2 separate regions of the Mus musculus genome follow, and region 2 is linked to region 1. A link is a contact called in public Hi-C data. All regions are on one chromosome and are shown on one strand. Each heading gives the region's core, a stretch centred on a gene start, on an enhancer-like site or on the middle of the called end of the contact. The rest is flanking DNA. Distances are from core to core; before and after follow the strand shown. Region 1 overlaps Gm30886 (a long non-coding RNA gene). Region 2 has its middle 89 kb from the start of Gm31085.

Region 1 (6,288 bases), core at 1,448-3,947:
GTCCTACACAAACATATATCGACATATGTACATTAAGGTGCACATATTTAAAAGAGAAGGCCATTGCAAATAATAACTGAAAGAATACACACTAGGCAATGGCCAGTTACACTTTGTCAAGAATTTTAATTACTTATCAGCATACTTGCAGGCATTTTATGTGCTTTTGAAATTCCCACAAATGTCTCTTGGCCACTAGAAAAGGGTGGAGGAAATATCTCATTTTGTAATTCCTTCTTTTAAAGAAGGAGAAAAATAAAGCTAGATAGGATTTATTATGTAGCACGCATGTGCAGCAGCATTATAATGGTTGCCAAGCAACCTAAAGGAGCCATATCATAGTCAGGGAGTGGGGGGAGCAAATGAGTGAACAGATGCATGGGATTAAATAGAGAAGAGGGAGACAGGAGTCAGCCCTGAAATGAGCTCACCTTGGCAAGATACTTTCTCATGGTGATTTGCTCTTATTCGAGAACATCTATCTGGAAACCTTTTATTTTGAGGGGTGGGTAGGGGGCAGTGGGACTTTTTGCTACCTTTTTAGTTCATCATTTAAGTAAAAGGCTCAAAAATAAGTTTGAAATACTTATAAAATTCGCTGCTGGCAATTACATTTTTTTTTTACAAGACAGTACTTTAAGGAGCAAAGGAACAAATACTTGTTACTAATATCACCAAAGAAAAATGTCTATATTAAAGACAACATTTTGTTAAAGCTGCTCAAACTATGTTCGTTTAAAGTTGACAACTGCAGCTCTCACACTATTAGATTAAAGCACCACTACACACACACACTACACACACACACACACACACACACAATTTACTTGACAATGCAACAAACACAAACATACATGCATACATACACTTAAATTTATGTACATACATGCATGCATGCATACAAGTATACAAACATACATATACATTACAGGAACCTATGGTTCAAAATAAAATATTTCCTTTTTTATATCATATAATAGATGCTTCATATAGACGTGAAACCTTTATTTTTGGAGAGATATAAACTGATGCTTATGGTACCCCTAAGACAGCTTTTGCTGACTTAAAGAGGTCTGCCCCGTTAGAAGCATTTACTAATTCTATGTGTAATTGTATGGATGCATGTGCAACATGTGTGCACTTGGTAGCCATGACAGAAAAGGCAATAGATCTCCTGAAACTGCACTTACAGGTAGTTGTGAGCTGCCATGTGGGTTAAATCAACTCAGTTTCTCAGCATGAGTGGCAAGTGCTTTTAACTGTTGAAACATCTCTCCAAGCTTAGTATCCACACATAATTGTATCCAAGCAGTTTGTCCATATGAAATAGAAAAAGTGATAATGTTATGCATTAGGTAGAAAATATGCATCGGTAATCCAATCACATACAGAGCTAGACCTCTATGTTGAATCCTTGGAGCCAGACTGATATCCCTACAACCCTAGCCTGAATCGGGAGGGGCACAAAGAATAAGCTATTTTAGAGCTCACCTAAGTTCCTTAAGAAATGAAGAAGGCATGAAATTAATAATGAAAGTATTACTACCAAGTAGAGGGCATTGGACGAGAGAACGACTGCTTGTGGAGACTACAGTTAGGAACTATTGGCCCCTTACAACTATCCACTAAAGGTGAATGAACAGTCTCCACAACTCCAAGACACCAATGAGAGCACAATTCTCACAGCTAAGGATTTTAGTACTTTCTGCCTTCCAGCAGCAAGACCTTGACTCAACTCAGGTTGAATTTGGGATTTTTCTTTTCGATCTATGTGATGAAATTGCAGCTCCTTCGTTTTTAACCAAGAGCTGGTACTGGGGTTGAATTTTAATCATAGATTGACATTAAGCTACTGGGGAATTATACTGTGTCTGCTAATGAGCACTCCACCTCCCCTGCCTGAATGAGATCACCTTACATTCACTGCCACCGAGGCAAACATTTTGAGCTGAGTGCTCAGAAGAGGCTGGGGTACAAATGCTACGTAATTCATTATCCTGGGAAACAGGATTTCAAAGCCTCATAGTGTGAGGTGCTCTCAAGTATTTCCAAGACACAAGAGTGCACCACAGCCTCGGTGATGTGACTGTTTATAGCAAACTGACTCCACTTGTTCCCTTCCACAGTCAACATGTCGTCAACTGTTTTATTATAACACCCTTCTACAGTCTGGTTTCAGCAACGCAGTCCTCGAAGAAGCTAAAGGAACAAAGCACTCGTTTCTGTATGCTCTCTCTCTTCTGTAGAGAGCTGTGTGAGTAAAAGCAGATGATCTTGGACATTCTTAAATGTTATTTTCTGCACTTACTTATAAGGTCTTAAAAACCTGGTCAATTTACAGCTTAAACAACAGATTTAGTTTCTACCCCAGCACACCTCCTCCAACCTCACTCTTGTCAATAACCAAAAGGTGGCAGTGTCTTACCCATCATTCCTTAGGAAGCATGGGTGGACTTAGTTTTGTATCACTACTTTCAAGTGAGTTGTTATTTTCGCTGGGACCAAATGTGGATTGATGGTCCTGTGGCATTTATTAACAGCGGCAACAAGGAAAAACGCAATTTCAAAAAGCTCAGAAGATTAATTATTCAAATTGCCATGTAAAGCATCAGAATTCCTCTTTGATGAGGAAATTCACACCAGTCAAAACTGCAGTCACTCCACAGAGCAATCAAGCTCTGCAAGTCGTACCAGCATCCAAATACAGTGTTCCTCCAGACACTCCGCTTTCCTGGCTATGGGCCACAAAAGGGAGTCAGGACACTTGAGCATACAGATTAAGTCTAACGGGGAAAAAAATAAAAAGATACTAATGAACACATCTGACAAAGTTTTCACCACCCCAGAAGCCAAGACATGCCTCTTATTTCCTTCCAAAGCCTGTCCTAATAACAAGGGCAAGGCTATACTTCTGAAAGAGAGGTTGCCAATCTCTTTCACACCTGGCATTTGGAAATAGAGCAGCTTTTTATCCACAAGGACTTAGGGACACTGTTTCCCAAGATGCTGTTCAAAGCCCACTCTAAGCAATTGTCTCAATGATTTGATTCCCATCAAGACCAACGACCTCATTTTTTTAAAAAAAAATCTCATTTTGAAAAACAAGAGGGCATAGACAGCTTTGCCACAGTTGCAAGCAATAGGAATTTAGTCTTGTTTTTCTCATAAGCAGAGTTGAATTCTACAGCAGTAAATGGGGAAAGCTTCCTGCCCACTTAGCCTTTCCTTACATTGCTGATCATTGTAATCAAGATACAATGATAGGTTTCCTCCATCTTAATTACTAGGGTTTCCAACTTTCATGAAATGAGGTCATAAAATAAATTACATTTATTTTAAAGCAGATTCACATTCAAAAATAGGTAAAGGTGGTTAACAGCCACAGTGTTTGCTTAAAAATCAATTGTGTGTAGTTACTTTTACTTTCAATGTAGCTTCTGTGTGTAAGAAGGATTTTTTTCTTTCTGTATTTGCATGGTACTTAAGAACTTATTCCCCATTCTCATCTTTTTACTTAAAGGCCACTGTTGAGGTGAGGCCAAGGAATGCATTTCACATATATTATTGGGCACCACTAAATAAAGTGATGAGTGCTCATTACATAGATCTGTAGAACAAGTATTTTTATTGACTATATAGTTTAAATACATATAATTAACTATTGAATTCAGGTGAATTCAAATTTAAGAAAAATTTGAGATATTTGGTAGAGAATTATAATTTAAAATTCAAATTATTAGTGTTAAAATGATTGAACTTATTTGTAAATAAACTTGAAGTTGAAAGACAAGGCATGCAGTGTGCTTTTGACAACAAAGTTAAGCAATGGTTTATCCATGATTAGATTTCAGTGTTGTAACGTTCAGCTATGGCATAGGAAAGCTAAAATCTCATCAGAGGACATCCTTATCTATAAATTGGTGTTACAAATAGCTGTCCCATAGAACACTGCAGAAGAGTAGAAATAGCAGTGAAGATCCTGTTCAACATGTTTAGTACAGTAGTTGCAGAATACTACACATGGAACATAACAGTTTCAGGCGTTATTAGGTCAGCTGGTGTGTCTGAAGACAGCTCTAATTGTGCTCATATACATAAAATAAACAAATAAATCCTAAAAAAGAATATGTTTTGTGTGAAAAATTACAGACAGTCTGAGGACAATGAATGGGAATCACAATGAGGTTTCAAGTCCATGACTGACCCCAACACAGATACCTGAATGAGTTTATCCCTATCATGACTTTGTGCATATTTGCTTCTATTAAATTACCATTCACAAATGATTGTACTATAACACTCCACATTCCCAATTTATCAGAAAGTCTTGTCACTAACTCCAACTTTATTTTGCAATTGCTCATGTTTCTTTGAGCATCTTTTATAAGACTCAATCAACTTTTGCCTGTTAATACAAAAACTTTTCATTTAGTACCCCGAATTCTATTCTTGGATCATTATAATCTACTCTATTCTCAGCAATCTCTATGTCTCTGATATTAATTTGTTTGTCTATTAAATGTGTCAAGCAAGTTCTGTTTTTTGGACTTGAAAATATTATTTCTTTACCCATTTTTCCATTTATTTATTTGAAAGAGAGAGGGGTAGAAAGAGGGAGAGAGGGATCGAAGAAGAGGAAGATAAAGATGAAGGGAGGGCAAGAGAGAGACAGAGAGAGAAAGAGAGACAGAGAGAGACAGAGAGAGAAAAAGAGAGAGAAAGAGAGAGACAGAGAGAGAAAAAGAGAGAGAGAAGAGAGAGGGGGGACAAGCATATATAACCATGTGTATGTTGTTCTTTGCTTTTGAAGGGCAGGGGATAACTGTACAGTGTAAGTTCTCTCCTGCCACCTGGTAGGATCTAGGTTCTGAACTCAGGTCACCTGTCCTTCTTCTCTACCTCCTGAGTTATCCCTCAAGCCTTTATAGTCTTTGTGAAAACTCTTCCTTCTGCCTACTACACTTTTCCCCTCAAATTTGTCTCCTGCAACATATCTTCAATATCATCCTTCAGTCTATCTCCCATTTAACATCATCCTCTCTTTTCTGCATATCAGAAATAAAGTTACTTTCTATCACATTATCATTATTGTCGGAAAACTGAGAACCCTTTGCCATGTTTTTTTCCTGATATATTTTGAATGGTAACTGTCTGCCTGAGCAGAATGTAAGCTGTTTGAGAGTAGAAACATTTGTACTGTTTATCATAATTTTCTCAGAGCCTAGAGCAGTATCTAGCACATAATAGAAGGCTCACAGATATCACTAAATAACAATAGTTGCTGATGGCTCTGCATTCCCAGATCTGGCATTAGGTACTCCAGCTCTTCCTTCATTGATTTACAAGTATAAAGCATAAAATGGTGATGCAAAAGAAATCTAGATATTTAGAAATAAAATAATGTCTTGTTGTAATGATTCTGAAAAGTTTCTTGAAGGATACATCTGTGCTGAAGCTGAGAGGGTAACAAAAAAAAAAGATAATTTCAGGCAATGAGGATTATGTGAGAGAAAGTTTCAAATAAAGTGATTTAATCGATTTCTACAAATAACAATGGTTATTTACTAAGGTAAACTGGACTACATGGAGGAGTACATGGAGTACAATATAGCTTAAAGATGGCAGAGAAGTTTGTCTTAGTTACTTTTCTGTCACTATAAAGAGGCACCTTGACCTAGGTACTTTATAAAAGGAAGGATTTGATTGGGGGCTTTATTACTGTTTTAGAGTTAGTCCATAAGCCTTATGGTGCGGAGCATAGCAGAAGGCAGGCAGGCAGGCAGTCAGGTGGGCAGGCATGGAGGTAGAGCAATTGCTAAGAGTTTATATCTAATCCATAAGCAGAAGGCAGAAGAATAGAGAAGGTCTGGTGTGGGCTTTTGAAACATCAAGGCCTCTGACACATGTTTCAAACTTCTTCTAATAAGGTCATATATCTTAATCCTTCATCTAATTTGAAATGAAATATTAAGCAGGGTGTGGTGACGCACGCCTTTAATCCCAGCACTCGGGAGGCAGAGGCAGGCAGATTTCTGAGTTCAAGGCCAGCTTGGTCTACAAAGTGAGTTCCAAGACAGCCAGGGCTATACAGAGAAACCCTGTCTATTGGGGTAGGGGACATTCATATTCAATCTACTTCAAGGGTGCAGACTGGAATTACTAATTCTAATCCAGGAAAGGGATTATAAAGTATGTATGCATTCAATAACTAATTAAAAGAGAGTAGTGGGTCCATACCTCTGTTATAAAAAGTGTAGACAACAGGGAGGGAGAAGAGAGAGGGAGAGA
Region 2 (6,508 bases), core at 640-3,139, 630 kb after region 1:
CTCAGAAGGTAGTGCAGTGCACATAATATGAAAAGTGTCTCTCTGAGATGCAAAAAGCACACACTTTGCAGCAGATACGAAATATGTATACGTATATTAACAGAATATGTGTATTCATAGAATATGTATATGAATTTAAAATGATAACAATTAATGATTAATTTTGTTTATATAGTCTCTATACATACAGTACATTTCCTGGAGAAAATTAGATTAAGTGGCAATTTGGCATCCCATAGAACAAACATCTGGCTGGTTGACTGGAATTGCATTTATGAATCAGCAGATTTATCAGCAAGTTACAGGCACAATCAGAGGTCAATTTTATGACATGCTCTGAGGGTGTTTGCTCTTCATCTTAAAACCTAGGCAAATGGCCAAGTGTTTGAGAGGTTACACTGATGTAGTCATAACTCTGTCCAGTGAATATATCATGTAAATACTAATGAGGAAGATCATAGAAACACTAATCGGCGCCATATTCACAGTCTGCAGAGTATTTCACAATGTGGTATGGCAGAAATTCTCATCCAAACCCCTGGTAAACAAGGAGAGAGTTTCAATTTCATAGTTGAAGAAACAGAGGCCCAGAGAACTTTTTAAAACATAAACTTGAAGAAAGGTCGTCTGAGTGAAATTCAGGTGTTCATTTCAACTATGGATAGGGTGATACTAAATAAAAGAAAGATGTCTTTGGAGTAGGCCATGTTAAGAAAATGAAAGGTAGACCCTCACAATTTAGAGTTTGCTATCGCTCAGTTGCTGTGTAGGTTTGACTGACACAATATATAGAAATGCACGTTTGACCCAGAAGTGGGAGAACTGAAAAAAAAAAAAGTAAGAAAGAAAGAAAGAAAAAAAAAGCAAGCAAGCAAGCAAGCAGGAAAGAAAGATACTCTCAAAATCCAGAATTCAATATAAGCCAGTTTTAGATGGAAAAAACAAATATACTGCGTAAATATCCACTTTTGCATTCTGCATGTAGCTGTGCTACGAGTACTGGCCAGTATTCAGATGTGTTGTAGAATGTGTTGGTATATCTGGTTTTCTTAGTCACCATGATGTTCATAGTTCACATCCCAATGTGCTTCTAAGTTCAGTTAGACTCTTTAGGATGATATACAAACAGAAGATGCTGGAGCAATGAAGAACACCGTCACTGACCCATCGTATGCTCTGGTTAGGAAATGGTCTTGAGTCTTCATCACATCTGAAATTAGAAATAAAAGTCCTAATTTTAATATTTGAAAAAGAAGGTGAGCCATATGTTTATTTCAATGAGTTTATGAATATGCCATCTTCATTTTTTTAAAAAAAATTTCTGAAATATACAACATGTGCAAGCCATGAGCGATATTTTGGATGTTCTATGAATTCCAGACTGAATCCGAATATATTTTTCCCTAAAACTCAATTTAGAACGAAGGAAATCTCAGTTTAGAAAATTGAGGAAAGCAACTTCCCATGTGTGTGCCTGAAAATATTTAACCCCATGTTCAGCAGAGGTAACAAGGGAATGCTGAGAGCTAGAAACACCACAAAGCATGCTCTGTTACATAGGACCCCTTCTTAATTCCAGACAGTTTTATGGTTCAAGAATAAAACAAAGAACACGCGAACAAGCGGAGATTAATGCAGGAAAGGCGGCTCTTCCCCAGACGTTCTGCTGTTTTATCCCACTGTCTGGAAAAAAATGAATAGAGGGTCCCGAAACTAACGGTGGTTTTGCATATCTCTTCATTAGGAAGTGTATTTGTAAAACAAGCTCCAAATTCTTGCTCTTCACAATTCCTGGCCGCAGGGTAATATTCTTCAGTGCCACAGTTTTCAATGCATATGAGTCAGAGGATCATTTCTTACCCGGAGCACAGGACAGAGCTAAGACACAGCTGAAACCAGCCCTCCCACAGGCTCCCCTCCAACAACAGCAGCGGCTCATTATCAGAAGCATTTGCAGAGGGCGGTGCAAGCACAAAAAATCAATCTGATTGCCGGTGTAGCTCTGCAAAATCTTTCCCAGGGAGGAAAAAAAAAAAAGTCAGAATAAGAAGAGGAGCAGGGAGGGTGGGAGCAAGCAGAAATGGGGACATAAACCCTCATAGGTCCATAAGGACTGAAGTTTAATGGCTGAGTGCTTGTTTTGAACTGTGACCTGAGGTTTGGCTGGGCACTAACAGTGGCATGCCTCATCAGCCACTGTCATAGCCACCCCAGGGTACACTTCCAGCAGGGAGTCAGCTCCATATCCTGAATTCTCAACTACCAGATACCCACTGCCTCCTCTGCACGCACTGCTGAGACCCTGCAGAGAAATCAGCATGCAGCCCAAGGAAGCTTCCTTTCCTCTGGAATAAAAATTAATATTACTTGTCATATTTCATGTCTGAGCTCTTTTCATGCTTTATCCTCTGGTAATGAGGGCTAAATTACCAATATTAGTAGATTTTCATGGCTAGCACAGAAATTGCTGTTACCAGAATAAATGTTTGCCTTGCTTCTGTTGGACACAGGCTTTGCTAATGCAGCTTTGCTAATTATTTCTAAATAGGCAATAATCTGCATCCCCTAGTGCTGGATACTGGATTGGCCACGTACCTGCTATTTCCCTTATTTACATGTTTTACAACTTTATCAACTACACTAATTACACTCTGAGCACTGTTTAAAATTTTCTGTTAATAGAGATACAATGATTCACCAGAGGATGTGTATTTATGCCATAATTGCGCCTCTGTTCCTACGATGCAGTCTCCAATTAGCTGTCTACGGTGGCACAAGCAGCTGCCTGATATTCTAAAGCAGCGAAACATCTGCACGGCGGATGATACGCTCACATGGATTTTTTTTTTTAAGCCTAGAAATTTACACCCAAGGGAGCACAGACAAATAGGAGCCTGTCATGTGTAGGGATGATTAGAAATCCTCACCATGGCAACATTGGAGCAGCCATGTCACAGAGTGAGGGGACACATGTCTAGATGAAGGCGCTAAAAACATTTGCCATTTTTTTTCTTAGCTTCAGTCTTCCAAACTTCCCTCCCCCATTTCTTTTTTTCATATTCTTCTCTTTGCATCTAAAGCCAACCAAAACAGCAGGTGAGCAGGGCAGAGTCTGCGGCCATACTAGGCAAGTGACATACGATATTCAGTGTTAGGAAAAACAGTGAGCAATCAGAAATGTTAGACCTAGGAAACATGCAGAACCTGGAATGGGTGGATGTATTTCATCTGAAAATATTATCATTATAATTTTAGAAGTAGTTTGTGTTAAGATCAAGAGATAAGAAGGGGAAAAATTAGACAGGATATAACAGTTGAGATACCTTAGTGGAAAGATGACACCTAATTTAAAATTTCCTTTTAACCCTCATTAACAGTTACAATTTCTGCATGAACAGTTGGCTAACACACATTAGTGAGACTAGGGGAGACACACAAATGTCTTCTATAGTGGTAGCGAATATATTTCTTAATGGCTGCTTCCTCAATGGCTTATCCAAAACTGCCCTTTTCACCTGCTGTTTTGGTTGAGAAGAATATGAAAAAGAGAAAGGCTTGGAAGGAAAGTTTGGAAGATTGAAGCTGAAAAATTATCAGGCTTGCTTATTTAAGGATAGTAATAAACATATCTAGCCATATGTAAAATAGATTACCTAACCCTATAAAAATAGGGAAGAAATGACAAAAGACGCATCATTAAGTTTTCTAGAATTATACTAATTTACATATTCAATTGATTACACTGTCCATCAAAATAACATTGTCTTATCTATGAGTTGACAGAAAGGTGTGTCTAATGATAATATGTGATGCTTGCACCACATGCTGCCGTACTTTGGAGAGGACAATACTTAGGTGTAAGTTATCATTTAAATTGGTCTTACAAACAATTATTTTATCATATGGCCATGGCAACATTTCACAATTCGTAACAGAGACCCATTTAAAATCATTTAATTAACAGAGAGGTGAAGTTGGAAATAAGTAGTGAAATAATTAGAAAGGAGAGACTTTAATATAAAGAGTAATTATAGGTAGGAGCAAAACCTTAACATATGTGCTAAGTTATAAAAGAACCCCAGGAATGGGAACTGCTCAAAAGATGGAGCTCTTCATTTTAAATCAGCCACTGCTTAGGGGCAACGCCCTCCACCCCCCCCCCCCCGCCCCAGCAGTCATTATGTTACCCATACCTACTTCAGGAATATCACTTGACAGCTGCTTCAGAATTTTTAAGATCTCAAGGCAGGGTGCATACTGTTCTCCAATCACTGAACTTCTCTGGAGAATAAATTCCAAGGGATCGCACTCCAAGAAATCATTTAAATCATTCTTTTGGAAAGAAATATAGTAAATGTCCTAGTTGCAGGAAATAATTACTTAAGTATTAGATATACATAAAAGCCTAGGTACTTCCAAAATAGTTTCATGTCCATAGTCTACGATCTCAAAATTATAGTTTGTGTTTTACAAACAGGATTAGTACCTTCTCGATATGCTAAAATGACTTCATGAAATTCTAATAACAATTCTAGGAAAAGATCACTTTGAATTAACAGACTATATTAGCATTATTTTAGGTTAATGGCAGATAAGTCTCCTAAGCCCATTTTTCTAATTTCCCAGCATCCTGATACCACTGGGTACAAGATGATCAATATTTCCATCAGCCCCCTCAGGCTCCTAGCTTTTATCAGACCATGGGACTGAGGCACCTAACAGTGTTTACCAATGACTCCTCCAGCATTAAGCTAACTGTGAAAATGCCTTTCCTTTCTCTGTTTAACACTTTCATAACATCATCCTGAGTGAGGTAACACAATCACAAAGGAACTCACACAATATGTACTCACTGATAAGTGGATACTAGCCCAAAACCTAGGATACCCACGATATAAGATACAATTTGCTAAACACATGAAACTCAAGAAAAATGAAGACTGAAGTGTGGACACTATGCCCCTCCTTAGAAGTGGGAACAAAACACCCATGGAAGGAGTTACAGAAACAAAGTATGGAGCTGAGATGAAAGGATGGACCATGTAGAGACTGCCATATCCAGGGATCCACCCCATAATCAGCTTCCAAATGCTGACACCATTGCATACACTAGCAAGATTTTACTGAAAGGACCCAGATGTAGCTGTCTCTTGTGAGACAATGCCGGGGCCTAGCAAACACAGAAGTGGATGTTCACAGTCAGCTAATGGATGGATCACAGGGCTCCCAATGGAGGAGCTAGAGAAAGTACCCAAGGAGCTAAAGGGATCTTCAACCCTATAGGTGGAACAACATTATGAACTAACCAGTACCCCTGAGCTCTTGACTCTAGCTGCATATGTATCAAAAGATGGCCTAGTCGGCCATCACTGGAAAGAGAGGCCCATTGGACACGCAGACTTTGTGTGCCCCGGTACAGGGGAACGCCAGGGCCAAAGGGGGGGAGTGGGTGGGTAGGGGAGTGGGGGTGGGTGGGTAAGGGGGACTTTTGGTATAGCATTGGAAATGTAAATGAGCTAAATACCTAATAAAAAATGGAAAAAAAAAAAAAAGAAATCATCAAAACCAAAAAAAAAAAAAAAAAAAAAAAAAAAAAACACTTTCATAACATGAGAATTACCTGTTCAGTTCAAAAAAGAAACCAAGAGATGACTTTTCTCTTGTGTACTACAGGTACATTCTGAGTTCAGTGGGTTAGTAGTTACAGAAGTAATTCTCTTGGGTTGGTCAGTCAGTCTCATTGCCCTGCCTCTCAGCATACCATATTTTATACATGACTTATATTAGAGAAGTGTGATACTGAAGACCCACCATCTACCACATCTGTCAGAATAAGGGGAGTTTATCTGATAAACAAGTCATTTTTGGAAACTGCAGATGCTCCCACTGTGAAGCATTAAATGTGGCCCCACTCAGATACGTAGAATGGGGTTCCAGTTGACTGAACGCGGGCTGATAAGCTCTGCACAGCTCAGAATGCTGTTTGCCCACATACTAATGTTAAACAAAAGAACCACAGACTGCAGAAAAAGGATGCTGGTCAGACCAGTAAATTGCTTAAACCCTAAGGCAGCCTTCTGAAAGAAAAGGCATGAAAAAGGCTGATATGAGCTTTTATGCAGAATTGTTCTGTTTATTACCCCTGTTAAGAAAATGATGGCAAATGTCTTGTTAAACCATATATTTTCAATAAGACACAAGGACTGACTTTCTCTAAACAAGATGCAATATACCACTGGTCATCCTTGATAAACCACACATCTCTGCTAGGTCACTGCTAGATTATGAACACAATAAAAAAACAATAATAAAGTTGTACACATAAAACCATAAAGGCTATTAGATTATGTCTTAGAATCATACAACCTGATTTGTCACCGGGAATTCCAGGATAATAACAATCTGTCATGGAAGAGATCCATTTTGTATAAAATTTCCAATCTCCTCTATTAAAACACTGTTAGTTCTCAGTTATGATAACTTCATTTCAAGTGAATTGCGGAGACAA

The links. Hi-C and Micro-C count contacts between places; a contact is called where the count stands out from the background.
Region 2: a Hi-C map of cerebral cortex shows a contact between it and region 1, with 1.8 times the contacts expected there. The contact joins two enhancer-like sites. A contact is called at or near these places in 1 of 484 Hi-C or Micro-C datasets (cerebral cortex) and 1 of 9 other capture datasets (embryonic tail).

What each region holds. Positions count from the first base shown.
Region 1 is chr4:22,971,019-22,977,306 of GRCm38.p6, forward strand. The region is part of intron 2 of Gm30886 (a long non-coding RNA gene); the gene reads left to right. Among named protein-coding and RNA genes, the nearest start is that of Gm30886, 36 kb to the left of the region's middle. Within about 2 kb of position 2,698, at least 15 of the 459 cell types and tissues checked have an H3K27ac peak or open chromatin away from gene starts, as enhancers often do. A contact at or near this core is called in cerebral cortex, where this site is marked.
Region 2 is chr4:23,599,897-23,606,404 of GRCm38.p6, forward strand. No RefSeq gene overlaps it. Among named protein-coding and RNA genes, the nearest start is that of Gm31085, 89 kb to the left of the region's middle. Within about 2 kb of position 1,890, at least 43 of the 459 cell types and tissues checked have an H3K27ac peak or open chromatin away from gene starts, as enhancers often do. A contact at or near this core is called in cerebral cortex, where this site is marked.